3 separate regions of the Mus musculus genome follow, and regions 1 and 2 are each linked to region 3. A link is a contact called in public HiChIP or PLAC-seq data. All regions are on one chromosome and are shown on one strand. Each heading gives the region's core, a stretch centred on a gene start, on an enhancer-like site or on the middle of the called end of the contact. The rest is flanking DNA. Distances are from core to core; before and after follow the strand shown. Region 1 overlaps Wdfy4 (WD repeat and FYVE domain containing 4). Region 2 overlaps Arhgap22 (Rho GTPase activating protein 22). Region 3 holds the start of Wdfy4 (WD repeat and FYVE domain containing 4).

The links. HiChIP or PLAC-seq counts read pairs in DNA pulled down with a chosen protein or histone mark.
Region 1: an H3K4me3 HiChIP or PLAC-seq map of bone marrow-derived macrophages shows a contact between it and region 3, with 2.2 times the contacts expected there. The contact joins the enhancer-like site here to the promoter of Wdfy4 in region 3. A contact is called at or near these places in 3 of 39 promoter capture datasets (the 3T3-L1 cell line, HPC-7-derived erythroid cells and hematopoietic stem and progenitor cells) and 2 of 115 datasets of contacts at active chromatin or transcription factors (bone marrow-derived macrophages and pro-B cells).
Region 2: an H3K4me3 HiChIP or PLAC-seq map of bone marrow-derived macrophages shows a contact between it and region 3, with 2.9 times the contacts expected there. The contact joins the enhancer-like site here to the promoter of Wdfy4 in region 3. A contact is called at or near these places in 2 of 39 promoter capture datasets (neutrophils and pre-B cells), 2 of 484 Hi-C or Micro-C datasets (bone marrow-derived macrophages and neural stem cells), 3 of 115 datasets of contacts at active chromatin or transcription factors (bone marrow-derived macrophages, large pre-B cells and microglia) and 3 of 9 other capture datasets (adipose tissue, liver and pancreatic islet).

Annotation. Positions count from the first base shown.
Region 1 is chr14:33,098,563-33,101,389 of GRCm38.p6, forward strand. It overlaps Wdfy4 (WD repeat and FYVE domain containing 4), which reads right to left. Exons shown (of 59, transcript NM_001146022.2): 22 at 2,343-2,533; 23 at 455-607. Among named protein-coding and RNA genes, the nearest start is that of Wdfy4, 85 kb to the right of the region's middle. Within about 2 kb of position 1,554, at least 40 of the 459 cell types and tissues checked have an H3K27ac peak or open chromatin away from gene starts, as enhancers often do. A contact at or near this core is called in bone marrow-derived macrophages, where this site is marked.
Region 2 is chr14:33,302,236-33,305,358 of GRCm38.p6, forward strand. All of the region lies in intron 4 of Arhgap22 (Rho GTPase activating protein 22), which reads left to right. Among named protein-coding and RNA genes, the nearest start is that of Gm41130, 72 kb to the left of the region's middle. Within about 2 kb of position 1,411, at least 41 of the 459 cell types and tissues checked have an H3K27ac peak or open chromatin away from gene starts, as enhancers often do. A contact at or near this core is called in bone marrow-derived macrophages and microglia, where this site is marked.
Region 3 is chr14:33,183,704-33,186,846 of GRCm38.p6, forward strand. Wdfy4 (WD repeat and FYVE domain containing 4) reads right to left here and starts at 1,363. Exons shown (of 59, transcript NM_001146022.2): 1 at 1,165-1,363.

The DNA of each region.
Region 1 (2,827 bases), core at 304-2,803, 85 kb before region 3:
CACACACACATACACACACACACACACACATAAATATATATGAGTCTTTAACCCGTATGACAGCTTGCAAAGAAGAAATAATGTAAGTTTCATAAACAAGTGTAATGGATCAAGGCATAGCGACACCTGCTTGGAAGCTCAGCACTAAACGGGCTGAGTCAGGATCCTCTTAGAGCATGAGTTCAAAGCCAGCCTGGGTTATATACCAAGACTATCTCAAAAGAATAAGGAGGATCAGAGTGATCAAGACACACCCTAAGGTGATACACATCAGAGACAGCAGGGCTGAACTGTAAACCCAGGTTTCTGTGCTCCAAAGCTATTGTGATTCTCCCACCCCACCCCCCATCCCGGTCTTAATCAGACTAAGAAGGAAGGTGAAACACCAGTATTATTGTGTTTTACTCTCTTACACACATATTCCCGAAGGCCTAGGGGCCAGTCTCTGCTTTACCTCAAAATTGCAGAGCACATGCTGGAAGATACACATGTTAGTGACAGCAGACGGCCTGAAACCCAGCTCCGCTGTGCCAGCCACTGAGAGGATCAACTGGAAAATGCGGTGGTTTAGAAAGGATGTCTTCTTCCGCAGGAGAAAGGCTAAGATCTGGAAAGGTGACATGCACAGTGGGATTCTTTCTCCTGTACTGTTAGTTCCTACAGGGCCCCTGCTCTCAGACCACAACCCCTGTTCTCAGACCACATCCCTTGCTTTCAGACCACACTCCCTGCTCTCAGACCACACCCCCTACCCTCAGACCACACCCCTTGCTCTCAGACCACACCCCATGTTCTCAGACCACCCCCACTGCCCTCAGACCACACCCCCTACTCTCTGGGACTGCCATCCTTCATTCTATGTTCTCACAAGCGACACCCACACCAGTATCTGTGCCCCTTCGTTTTCTGTGCCTGTTTTACTGGGCTTACGAGATGTTACCTCGCGCCTCGTGTCTCTGTGCTTTCCTCGTCTCTTACTGGGTCTATATATCCATTACTGCAGCCTCTCCTCAGTGCTGCAGCACTGTCAGGAAGCCACCACAGGCCCACACCCAGATCACACAGCCTCAGGTCAGGCTGTGTCATTCTATCCTGCCCTAAGGTGAGCACGGGCAGCATCCACTCTAGGATGGAGACGCTGGGACCAAGACTCTTGTTTCTGAAAATACATCTCAGAACTGAGAAAGATGCTTCCCAGAAAGCTTTGCGCCCTCCTGATCTTAGAGATATAAAAACCCAGGCTACCCAGCCCCCTGCTGACATCTGAGCTGCCACCCATCCCTTTGGGACTCAGATCACGGTGTACACAATCCAATTTCCTATTTCTGATTCTGACAAAGTCTACTTTCTGTCCCTGTTCTCCCAAGACACTCCTGTTGGTCTTCCAACATGCCCTCTGAAAGAGATGCTTGTGATCAGCAAATGTGCGACATCTTTTCACCCCATTCTGCTCACTTTTTTTTTGACACATCTGCAATCTGACCTCCTTCTTCCCCCAACTAAGACCTAAGAGCTGGCTCTTCTTCCTGTGGTTCCTCTCAAAGCCATGGCCCTACCAGGCAGGAAGTTACTGGAGGGCAAGATCTGATCTCATCTATTGCAGATAGCCGTGGCAAGGCTGTAAGCACATTTGCAGCAACTTTTGTGAATGGACGCTCTTCTAAGTCCCCTGCATACACACAATTCACACAATCATCCCTATCTGCATGTCGGCTAGTCATCCTGTCCTGTACACGAGAGAACTGTCACAAGGAGGTTAAGAACTCAAAGCAGCTAATGTTAACTGAGCACTGGCTCCTAGTCAGGCTTAGAATCTGAGCCCCATCAATTGTATGAAGTCTTTCCATCCTCATTATAAGCCAAGAGACAAGAGGGATGAAAGCCCAGCTCTTCAGGTGCGGAGACTGAGCAGATGTAAATAATTCTTTCAAAGGTTGAATAACAAGGTAGAAGATGAGGCAGGATTTCAAACCAGTCTGGGTCTATAATACAGACTCTCATCCCCTGTGAGGGAGGCAGAATGGGTCAATCCTAAATGATTCTGGAATCATCAAGGAGAACGCTACAGCAGCAGACTGATAAGCAATCTGGTCTAGACAGAGCTCCTTGTGCTGACTGTCACCAGGCCCTCCTCTGCGATGAACTGTAGGCAGCAGCATGTCTGTCAATGAATCACTCAACAGTCTCCATCTGGGGTGATCAAGGTCATGGGGAATGCAAGGCTTGCTGGGACACTCTTTCCCAGAAGTCACTTCCGACCTACTGGGGCAAAAGAGGCAGGCATATCCTGGGGATGGCACCTCTTTGGGAAGCTACAGGGTCAGCCAGGAGGGCAGGATTACCTGGTACCCACAGATGTGCTGCATCAGGTAATCACACATGGCATTGCTGGTCAGGACCGAGTGCAGGACCTTCATAGCTGCATACATGGTGTGGTCATCTGTTGCCAGGGAGATGAGGCCTAGGAGGATGGCAGGTCCTCCAATGTAGTCCAGGCTGCTGGCAGCAGGGCTGGAATGGAACACCCTTACCCCTGAGGGAGCCAAAGAAGACATGTCATCAGTATGTCCCAGCAGTACTGTGATACAGCACTCCTGGCAGTTGCCTGTATCTATGCCCATGTACAGCCAGAGAAGTCTCATGCAACAGGATAGGCTGGAAAGAGAGACTGGATCTCCAGAAGTCTTGGCAATAGGTCTGCTGCTTTCACTCAGACAATACAACCATGGGTCCTGCTCACAGGCCACACTGAGCTCATCAGCCAGAAGCAGTAATCTGACTGAGTTGTACTCTTTGGTCACTCTCAGGCTGGGCTTGTTCTCAGTCC
Region 2 (3,123 bases), core at 161-2,660, 120 kb after region 3:
AGAACCCCAAGGTATTACAAAGCATCACAGGCCAAAAGCGGTGCAAGAAGATGCAGGCCAAAGTAGCTCTTATGACAGATGATTCACGAGTGGGCTGGTTCATTGTGAGGGCAGAGCCTTCTGGACCTGACTGTTTCTTTTAACACTCCACAATGTGTGTGTGTGTGTGTGTGTGTGTGTGTGTGTGTGTGTGTGTGTGTGTGTGTGTGTGTGCTTCAGCTGTGAGGTTTAAGGGCTTGGTCTCTGACCCCTTTCCCAGCACAGAAACGATTGCCTGGCTGAGCACCCAATTTGTGGGGCTCTCAGATCTGCTCATTTCTGCTGTTACTGCTTCTGTTATACACAGCTCCTCCTAGGACCTCAGGAGGAAGCAGGTTGGTACTGAGGTCACTCTGGAAAAGCAGAAGAGGTGGGTAAGGGACCCCCTTGTGCTCCAAGCACTGCACATCCCTGTGCAGAGAGAATTCAACACCGGTGCTGATGGAGGCCCTGGGGTGGCTCTCCTTCCTACCCTCTTTCCAGAGGCTCTGAAGTCTTGAGACTTCCTACCAACCTAGTCCCAGGGACTCAGGAGATTTTGGCTACAGCTAGAAATATTCCACTCCCTTTATAGCCTGTTAAGGTGTGGCGCCCAGGGATGTTAGGTGAACCACCCGAGGTCAAACAGCTGGCAGAAGGGGACCTGTACCTCCGAGGTCAGCCTGCCCTGGGCTGAGCTTTATGTGACTACCGTTTCCAACAGAGGCTCCGGACAGGGGCCTTGTGGCTAGAAAAGGAATAGTAATGATAAAGTTGAGGTCCAGATGGCAATAAGCACTGGAATTTCCACTGTGACAGAGCTGAGGCAGGAAAATTACCATTTTGAGGCCAGCATGGACAAAGAAGGAAGGAACAAAAGAAGGGAAGGTTGAGTGACCCCACCTGAAACAAGAGCCACCAAGGAGCCTTCTCACTCAAACTCAGTAACCCGTGCTATGGGTCTGATCTTGAGCTGGCCTCCAGAGGCCCTGGTGAAAGCAGGGTACAATCTCTGCCCTTAAAGAATCAGGGGACAATGCTTACCATCCTGATCTTGAGACAAGGTAAATACCTTACTTACTAGGTTGAGGCTAATTACATGGGGACAGAAACAGGAAGTATGGCTGTGAAGGCCCCTGTTGGTATCTCCCAGCACTGAAGCCCGGGGCAGGACAGGAAAACGGACAGAGGCATTGCCAGTGCTATGGCCTGAGCCTGGGATAGCCCCTCGTTCTGCCCTGGGTACCTTCATCGCCCAAGGAGGAAAACTTGACAGCCCTTGGAGATGTGATTGTTCTTAAGATGATCGGCTACTTAAGTTTAATTCATAGAGTCTATTGCAGCCTTCAATCCTGTGGAAAGTGACAGAAAAGAAATGGTGTGAGTGCCACCTAGTGGACAAACTTGTCAATGCAAACACCACTCATGTGCTGCAATCTCCAAGCTAGGTTTCAAAGAGCCAGAGAACCGCATGCACAGTCACCGAGCAAGTCATAAGAGGACAGTGTCACTGGGGGAATGAGTGCAGGGCTCCTATCGCCTGGCTATGGTACGTGGCTCCATGCCCACCTAGTCGGTATATATAACATGCAGGTCACCGCTTACTAAATTCAGGAGAGCAGAAAAGTGTGGTTGCCAGCACTTTTTGTCTTGCTTGGATTGCATAATATGAAGTTTGCATGGGGGGCGGGTGTTGATATGGGGTCTTATTTTTTTGACCAGCCTAAAATTGGTTATGTAGACTCTGCTGACCTCAAACTCATAAGCACTAGGCTTAAAGGCATGAGCCACTACAGCCGGCCTCTGGAGCTTTCATGGTGACCAGGCAAGGAGAACCAAATTAAAACCTGATGCAAATGGGATATTGACTGCAACTTGGCTCAGAGCATCTTTGTCCAAAGTTATACAGACTGTGAAGCCTCTCTGAGATCATTGACCCGAGAGCTGAGAAAGAAGAGAGGAGAGGGGGCCACTGCCGGAACTCTCAGGCTCCCAGAGGAATTATGAGGAAAATAAATTCAATTGACACCTCCTTTTCCATCCATACATCGTAGATTCTTTACATCAGGTTAACTGCTAATTAACTGCTACTGATGTGTGTGTGTGTGTGTGTGTGTGTGTGATAATTTTTGAGACAGGGCACAGACCATGCAATGCCACCAAGGAAGTTAGCTGACTGTAGGGCAGGCATCAGGGTCCTGACCCAGGCAGATGCAATGCAATCAAGCATGTGAGGAGAGAGAGAGAGAGAGAGAGAGAGAGAGAGAGAGAGAGAGAGAGAGAGAGAGAGAACTCTAGATGACTGCAGGTGAAAATACCAGATGGCCTCCTGGACCCAAAATCCATAGTGATTTTCTGAACTCCTAGAAGCTGCACCACAGAAAATGGAGCTCTCTCCTCTTCCCACTGCTGACTTGGGAGAGTAGGACTCAAAAACAGAATTAGCATGACTCCTTCATGATTCATACATGATAGCTGTCGGGTTTCTGAGGTTCTAGACCAGGATATGGGTGCCAGAGAACTAAGTGATTTATTGTGTGTATGCATCCTTTATGTGAAAGCTAAGCTCTTGCCATGCTAATCTCACTAGCCCCAGGGCTAACCTGTGCTAACTCCTTTATTCCAAAGTAGTGGAATTTGATGGATCCCACAATTACAGGTGAGGAACCTCCATTCCAACAAGCTAGAATCCCAGAGCCAGAGGCTGGAAGAGCTACACCCTGAGCTAGCTCAAGGCCAGAACCCTGTCTCTGATTAGCTCTCTGAGGCCCGAAGGAGCTAGGTACCCCCCAAAAAGGTTGCCCTGGGGGGGGGGGGTCTGCATCTTCTATGTAGACTTTTCTCTTACCCCAGCAGTATCCTGGTAAACCTGGTAAACCCGTCCCTGTACACTTGATTTCATGGGGAGTTCTTGGTATTGTGGTTGTCTGGCTCTAGGCCCAGTTTAGGCCTCTCCCTAAACACACAAGAAAGGGTCAAGGAGTGGGGGGTCTGCTTTGGCATACTAGGCTGAGAGTGATAAGGCACTGGGCAGGCCATTCCCCATGAGATAGATGCTCATGAATTAAGTAGCCAGTAAAGCACTGTAACTCCTTGCTAACCTCT
Region 3 (3,143 bases), core at 113-2,612:
GTGTGTGTGTGTGTGTGTGTGCGCGCGCGCGCGCGCCTAACTTCAGGCTAAGTTCAAAAAAGTATAAAATAAAGCCATATATAGTTTGGGTTACCTTTCCGTTGCTGTGATAAAACACCATGACCAAGACAAGTTACAAAAGAAAGCATTTAATCTGTTGCTTACAGGTTCGGAGGATTAGAATCCATGATGTCAGAGCAAAGGAACAGTGGCAGGAACAGCTGAGAGTCTAAAAATCACATCCAAGAGGCAAAGAGAGAGGCCCTCACTAGAAACAAAGGGAGAGGACTTTTGAAACCTCAAAGCCCGCCCCCAGTAACTCACCCTTTCCAACAAGGCCACACCTCCTAACACTTCCCAAACATTTCCACCAATTAGAGACCAAGTATGAAAATATATGAGCCTAAGGAAAGCACTCCCATTCAAACTACCAGACATGTATTAAACAATTTAGAGATAGTGGAGGAATCAGAAATAAAAACAAGGAAACAATAATCCCAAAGCTGGGACAGAGGGTCATTCAGGCTAAACACCTATACACACAAGATAATAAAATAAGGTTTTTTTAAAATTTAATAAAAAAGAAAACTCTTTTAGGCCCATAGGAGGTCAGACCAGACACCAAGGATGTAAAGACAGGAGAATTTTTCCCACACTTGAGCCCACACCCAACTCTCTGGCTAGTCCCCAGCCCCCAGCACACCCTTCACTGCAAGGTACCACACTGACCTCCAAGCCTTCCTGAAGGCTTTTAAGAGCAATTCTCAGAAACCACAGTGCAGGGCTGGGCTCCTTCAGTGTCCTCTCAGCAGATGTGTGCCCTCCCTGTCCATCCTGCACATTCCTCCAACCCACTTTATGTCACCGCACCGGCATCACAGGCCCCATCTGTAACTTGTCTCTTTACTAGTTCATTGGACGTAAGTGGATAGAAATGGAGACAATTATACTTGAAATATTCCCTAGAAAGACAGTACCCAACGCCCAGTCATCACTTCGGAAAGACTGGGACAAAGGATTAGGTTCTTGAAAGCTGGGTTTTGAAGGAGAAAGGGATCAATCCTCAGTGGCCCAGATGCTGCTGTTAATGAGAAACATTGGAATTCAAAGGCTGCGTGTGATAACGCAGGTGAAGAAATGCCACCTTAAGAGACTTCTACTTACCAGATCCTGGGGCAGGCAAGGGTGGGGCCAGCTAAGGGCAAGACCAGGTCTGCCCAGCTGCCCCGAAGGCCAGGGTGGGTGGTCCACCCTTCACAAGCTACACCAGGGCTATGAGAGGAGCGTCTCAGTCAGTGTCCCGTTCTATACCTTGACAGTGGCACAAGCCAGAGTTAGTTTTCCCCAGCTGTGGCAGACTCCTACCTCTCAGCAGAGTCTAAAGAAGGGACTTAACCCGTGGTCAGAGGGTAAGGAATGATCTAGTGCCTGGTCAGCTCAGCAAAACTCACAAGTGACAAGGGTGCTGAGAGGCACTGACCACAAGGACCTCCTTCACCGCTCACTTCCTGCCAATCGTCCCTCCTCTCTGCCACCCCGCATTCAGACTAAGTACTGATGGTCACACATGTGCTCCACAGTTGGCTTTGCAGGAAGCAGCGGGGCAGTCTACCGCAACAAACAGCCCCCACCTGGCTGATCTCTCTTATCCAAGATCAGAAAGACGTACCTGGAGGGTGGTGGTCAAAGCCTGCGGATGTCACATGGTGTGAGTGCTTCTATCCCCAGCCTCCAATGGCTCAGCTCAGGGGAACAGACCAAGACCTGGCCTCGCATGGCAGCCATCAACAACAGTGTTTCATTATGAATCACTTGTGCTGGGTTTCTCTTCATTTCCTGGAGAAAGCAGAAGTGGGAAGTCAGCAGATGCCTGCCCTTCCCATCCTTCCCTCCAAGGAGCCAATGACAGAGCTGCTTCACCAATGACTGGCAGGACAACATGGGTTTCACAAAAGCTCCCCTGAGACTGTGTGTTTGGTGATCAAGCAGAGCCAGGTGGGACCTAGGAACAGAAGGGAAAGTACAGCCTGGTGCCCATGTCTGAATTCCGCCTCTGCTGCTTACTAGCTGTGTGCCCAGCAGGCTGGGGTCCGTATGGCTCCTCGTCCTAACCCTCAGCCTCCCAGTCCTAATTTCAAATCCCTAGGAACTAAATCTAAATGCCTTCCCTTCTCTAAATGGTAAGGTATGGGAGCAGGTGTGTGGAATACCAATATGGAAGAATGGCTCTTTCTAAGACCCCAGCAGAGTTCTTAATGTCTCCACAGGATGGAGAAGACTAGATTGGAGCAGAAGCTTAGAGAAAATCAGAAACGTCTTTGTAGATAAGCCAGGCACAGGGGGGACTGGGGGAGACAAAGCCAAGGGTTAGGGGTTGCAGGAGTGTGAGGCTCAGAAACACACAAAGGAGAAAGTGGGGTGTTCTCCTGATGAGGTGACTTCATTCGTGCAGGTGATGTTCTGCCCAGATGACCCACAGGACAATGTGGGTCAGTAGGGGAAAGGGCAGGGTCCAGGCACTTATAAGAGCAGAGAGGAATCTCTGATTGGATGTTGCAGCCTTGTGCCTTTACAATATGCACATTCCCATAACTCCAGCTTTTCCTATGGGGAAAGTTTCACACTCGGGCTCAGCAAACAACTCAGGCCCAGTGCAGAAGCCACCCACCAGGGGAGCAGAGAGACTCCTTCCACAGGTGGGCATTGCCATGTGGAAGGGAAACACCCTTAGGTTTTCCATGGTCAAAGTCATGAACATCAAAAATAATGTTACCCAATGAACAGTGGGCAAGAAAAGAAACACAGGGAACAACTTGATGGCGACTTAAGCGAATGCTGTATCAGAAACAACAGAAGTCAGAAGACAATGGAGGCTCAGTTGACTTTCCTCTATCCATGATAGAACACTGGCTGGCTTGATCTTGAGCAACTCTTATGCATGAAGCCACAGCTGCTGTTGGCTAATGAGTACAGCAGTCCTGTCGTGTCCAAAGATACCTGGTCCTCCGTGACCTCTGACTCTTATAGTCTTTGCTCTCTGTCTTCCATGATGTTCCCTGAGCTACTGACAGCCAACAGCAGCTAGAGGAATGAGAGTCAGTTATCTTGGGCTGTGTGGTCCTCAGCAGGTTGGCCATGCTCCA